2 separate regions of the Oryza sativa genome follow, and region 1 is linked to region 2. Evidence: chromatin contacts called from public HiCAR-type data. All regions are on one chromosome and are shown on one strand. The core of a region is the stretch at or near the end of the contact, and the rest is flanking DNA. Distances in the headings are between cores, read along the strand shown.

Region 1 (2,700 bases), core at 83-2,582, 220 kb after region 2:
TATACACAAGAAATATTCACACGAACTGAATATGAACGTCACATCAAAGACAAACTATATACAGACTTAGGCATACCTCTTGTTAGCAAGGTGTTCTCTGAGAGTGTCAATGAGCTTTTGATTATCATCTGGAAATTTTGTGAACTCCGAGGGTGTCAATGAGCTCTTGATTATAATCTCTTTTTTTTGAACTTCTAAAAGTAGATTTTTCAGAAGCTTCAACACGTCGGGATTTTTGGACACTGACAAGAATGATGTGCAATTAAACTTGTCCTTCACTTGCTTGTACACTTGGTTAGCAAGAGTTGTCTTGCCAAGGCCTCCAAAGCCAACGATAGATACAACTTTGAGTTGTTGGGTTGGACCACTCTGTCCTTCTTCCGTGAGCCACCGGGAAATTTCTTCCCGTGGACCATCAATGCCTACAAGATTTTTAGCCGCTTCATACAGCGCAGGCAGCCGAGGATCGATTTCCACCACCTTAGGACAAGAGGTCGTAGCCTCACCTAGACCGATATACCTGCTACGGCGTTGAGCCACCTCCATGACACGGGCCTTGAGTTCTTGGATCTTGTTTGCGATCTGATACCGAACGCGCAGCTTCCTGATCTTTCGTGCAGTCTTCTGGAGCAACCCATCCTTGTTATGGCCATCACCAAGATGATACATGAACACATCAATGCAGTCCTCAATGTCATACGCCATCTCGCGGACATTGTCCCTCCACAGCTTCTGCTGGCCATCCAGCCGCTCCATATCTGCAAGCTTCTCCAGCACAACATTCATTTCGGCCAACTAAGACCTGAGGAACTCGATGTCCTTGCGCACTCCCTTGAGTTTGTAGCACTTGTCACCGAGCAGCGTGGCTAGCTTGGTGAGGAGAGGCGCCATCACCCCCATGGAAGCGCTCACCGCCTCCATCTGAAGCAGCATGCATCATGACCATATTACCGGAGTAATTTATTGGTTTGGGGTGAAATTGATCTCAAAAGAAAAACGAGAATAATAACAAAATGAAAAAAAAGGTAGGCGAAGAAACGCACTGGGGAGATAGGTAGGCGTTCGTCGAGAGGAAAACGACGGGTCGAGGTACCGGCCGGCTGCCGTCGTCGCCGCCGCCAAATCGCACCCGACCCGAGCAACCCGGGCCACTGGCCGGCCGGTGGCTTCGGCTAGCGCCGCGGGCCAGATCCCGCCCCGCGCCTGCCCGAGCTCTCGCCGCTCCGGCCGCCCGCGGCGCTCGGCGTCTGCAGCCTCAGCCGCAGCGGAGCTCAGTTGCTAGTGCTGCCACCTGGGACGATCGACATTGCGATAGGGAAGTAATCGAGAGACTGTTGGATAGGGAAGCAGTGCGAGGAGATAAGAGCAATGGGGGGTATAGATGGCCATGCGGAGGCCCGGCACGGCACGGCCCAGGCCCGGTCGTGCCTGGGCCGAGGCTTGTCGGGCCGGCACGGCCCGACCGACGCACCGGGCCGTGCCGTGCCAGCCCACGTGCCGCACTCACGGCCCAACACGCCTCGGGCCGTGCCGGGCCGGACCGAAGGCACGATGGGCCGTCGTGCTTTCTTCAGAATAAGTCTAAATTTACTCCCTCCTATTGGGCTGTGACATATGTATAGCTACAAAAAGTCTATTTTACCTCCCTCTTCTTTGGACTGTGGTATATAAATAGCTAAAATAAGTCTATTTAAGGTCCCTATTATTTAGACAGTGACATTTATATGTCTATTTTTAGTCCCTGTACTTTGTGTACCGGGCTTAGCCTGCCGGCCCATCGTGCCGGGCCAGCCCGACCGTGCCGGGCCAGCCTAGCGTGCTGGTGAGGAGGCCCAGGCACGGCCCGACGATCGGGCCGGGCCGGCACGGGCCCGACCCAAGTCGGGCCGTGCCGTGCTTGGGCCGGGCCAAAAAGGCGTGCCATGGGCCGGGCCTTCGGGCCTCGGGCCTTATGGCCAACTATAATGGCGGGGGGTGCTCCTAGCGCGATTTAGCTAGGCCCCCTTTCGGTGTTTTTTTTTCCGCTCTTTCTCTTTATTTTTATTTGTATTTCTTCCTGATTTTGGCGTGGCGTTTTTTTTTCCGCTGTTTCTTTCCTATTTTTTTTCCTTTTGCACACCTCTTTACAAATATAGAATTGAAAGTTTTTAATTTTGACTTGAAAGATTTCAAATTTTGACTTTGAAAGTTTTCAAAATTTGTGTTGAAAGTTTTCAAATCTGGGTTGAAAGTTTTCAAATCTGGGTTGAAATTTTTTAAATTTGGGTTAAAAGTTTTAAATTTGAGTTGAAAGTTTTTCAAATTTCAGATGAAAAGTTGAAATTTTTCAAACTTTGACTTTAAAAAAATCAAATTTCGAGTTGAAAGTTTTTAAATCTTGATTGAAAGTTTTCAAATTTAGGTTAAAAGTTTTCAAATCTGGGTCGAAAATTTTCAGAATTTGACTTCATGTATAAATTTCTTTTCAATCGGTTACTTAAAAAAGAATCTTTGAAAAAAAACAAATCTTATCTTAATTATTTTCATTATGTAAAACTAATGAATTTTTTTATGCACTAAAACCAAAGGAATTAGAGCTAAATGGAAAAAAATCCAAAAAAAAAGAACAGCGCCGACGCGCGTACGCGTGGGCCGGTGGGCCGGAGTGCACGCCGCAGGCGCGTATGCGCGAATTAGCTCCTCCGAGCAATGGGTGCCCCT
Region 2 (2,700 bases), core at 60-2,559:
TGGATCAGGGAAAAGAAGTTAAGAATGACTAAAACAGTTAAAAATCTTATGTGGGTTAAGAATAACTGGAGTTAAAACATCTAAGATAACAATCTGCTAAGATAAAGCAATCCATACAATCACTCAAGTTACTACACGAAGAAACCAGCTTGCAATTACTGGTTAGTATATGACCAAAAGCTAAAAGTATGTCACCTTAAATAAACAAAATCCCCATCAATAGAAAATAACCAGAGGCACATATGCCGAAAAGCATGTCACCTGCAATTCGTGCTAAACTGGTCCTAAATTGGACCACGAGTTTCACTCATGAACCACATACAGCATTAACAATCTGCTCTGTGGAAAAGAAAAGACATACAGGCCAAAATGTTGTCCTGATCCTCCAATCCCCTAATGCCCCTACTATTCACCTTTTGGGAGAATTTTGTCTGATTTGTTTAACAAGGAATGAAGATTAATGTTAAAATTTCTAAGACGCTCCCAAATTCTAATAATCGAAACCCAAAAAATGGGAAACGATCCGGGCAAGCCTCGAGCCCGAATTGGCAACAAATTCATCCGGAACGCGTAGCCTAAATCAGTATACAGTTAAAAATTTAAAGCACCCCAATTTCAGCTGACGCAGCGAAATCAAATGGATGAGGATTACCAGCAAAATCGTGGATAATAACGTATATAAGAAAAAAAAAAGATGCAGAGAAATTTGGTGCGATTCCCCCACCTGTTGACGGCGTCCTCGAGGGACTGGAAGGGCGTCTTGATGTCGGGGTTGCACACCCGCATCGCGTCCTGCAGCGCCATCTCCACCTCGGGGCTCCGCACCCTCGCCGCAGCCGCCGCCATCGCCGCCGCCTGCTGCTGCTGCTGCTGCTGGGGGGACGCCTGCGACTGCGACGGCGACGGGGCCCCGGAGTGCGGCTGCTGCTGCTGCGGTTGCGGCTGTGGCGGAGGCTGAGGCGGCTGCGGCTGCGGCTGCGGGGGCTGCTGGAAGCGGATGGGGCCGAGCGGGCGGAGGTGGGCGTCGATGTTGGAGGGGAAGCGGGACATGGCCTGCTGCGACAGCTGCTGCGGCGTCGGGGCGTGGCCCTGCGACTGCGACTGCGCCTGGGCCTGCTGCATGAGGAAGATCTGGCGCTGAAGCTGCTGGTGCTGCGCCGCGGCGGCCGCGGCTGCGGCGGCGGCGGAGGAGGAGGAGGAAGTCGGGGTGGGGTTCGCGGCGTCGTCCATGGCGGGGGAGCAGCGAGGAGTGAGATCTGTGGGGGAAACGGTGGTGGAGCTTCAGTTTCGGGCAAAATCCGTTACACTGCACTGTAACACGCGTACGTTTTGGGAGAAAACTGTATGGATCCGAACGGAAACGGGAGGTTTTGCTGGATTTTTCACAATTTGGTCTTTTTGAAAAACTTATTTCGTAAATAGACTTCTAAAAAAACTTATCCTAAAAATGATTCTTTTTGTGGTGCCAGCCACTCTGGCGCCGTCCTTGTGCTGACGTGGCAGGGCGGTGATGAGGTGGCAGGGGGAGGGCATCAGTGTGGCTGGCGCCGCCCCCCTCCCCGGCGCCATTTTTTTTCTCTTCTCCTCTATAGCGTAGAGGAGAGAGATGTCCAACATTTTTATTTTTATTTTTTTCACACTTATGAGCACACAAGAACCAACCATAAAAAAAATAAACTCGAATAAATGAAATATGTGACTTGTAGAATTTTCTAAATTTCTACCGAAAATAGGTGTCATTCGGGTGTCATTTCTTAAAATAGGCATAACTTTCTCATACAGACTCGAAATTAGGCAAATAATTAGAAAATGGCGCGGCAGTTGGCGCGTTTATTACTTTTATAACGTGTATATAACACTTATGACTTATTTAGAACATATATTTATTAGTTTTCTAGTTTTTCTACAATTTTCAATTTTGTCAATTTTATTTGTTTTTAAAACTCATGGAAAATAGATTGTACATATTTTATGGTTTATTTAGAACACAATAATTTTACACAATTGTCAGAACGGCTAGTTCAATTCTCGTAAAATTTATTTAGGATAGAGAGTTTAGTTTTGTACTAACTTATCGAAGATTAAAATATTTCCAAATATCATAAGGAAATTTGATGTATTTTTGTAAAAAAAAATCACAAATCTGAATATTTTTTCCTTTACATAATATTTAGTGTATATCTCTATCTCTAGAGGGGGTATGTGGAAACATCATAATTTACCCAATAGAGTTTCATATGCACACGACATAGCAAAATTTAGTTTGATATATGCACATGAATTACATAACAAAATTACTTGTCCAACTTATAAAAAAAATAGCCTACTTATTAATAAGTTTTATCTTAGGGCCATTTATAAATACTCCAAACTGAGGGCTTATTTGTAAATTTAAATTTTTTGAGATGAAAAAGTTCAGCAAAATTGTTTTGGTAGAACTGGACATTTTTCTTTATCGTCTGCATAATTTTTACCCAGGGTGTGTAAAAATCATAATTTACCCATTAGAGGAGCGTACGCATATCATTTAGCACAATTTTAGTTTGATATATGTACATGAATTATATAGAAAATTTTAATTTGATGCCCATTGCCTCATGGCAGAGCAAAATTTGAACTTGATAAAATTAGTTGCGGGCAACCTATCAAGCAAAAGGCACCTCTCTTGCTGTTTTTTTTTCTATCCACGTTTCATTTTAT

The links. HiCAR-type assays count read pairs that join an accessible place to other places.
Region 1: a contact with region 2 is called in a HiCAR-type map of leaf, with 3 times the contacts expected there. The contact joins the promoter of LOC4352196 here to the promoter of LOC4352186 in region 2. A contact is called at or near these places in 4 of 15 Hi-C or Micro-C datasets (leaf, leaf mesophyll and an unstated tissue) and 1 of 4 datasets of contacts at active chromatin or transcription factors (leaf).

The regions. Positions count from the first base shown.
Region 1 is chr12:17,179,127-17,181,826 of ASM3414082v1, forward strand. It overlaps LOC4352196 (disease resistance protein RGA5-like), which reads right to left and starts at 1,333. Exons shown (of 4, transcript XM_015762800.3): 1 at 1,044-1,333; 2 at 77-921. The coding sequence starts at 786.
Region 2 is chr12:16,956,935-16,959,634 of ASM3414082v1, forward strand. It overlaps LOC4352186 (mediator of RNA polymerase II transcription subunit 15), which reads right to left and starts at 1,310. Exons shown (of 2, transcript XM_015764888.3): 1 at 725-1,310. The coding sequence starts at 1,230.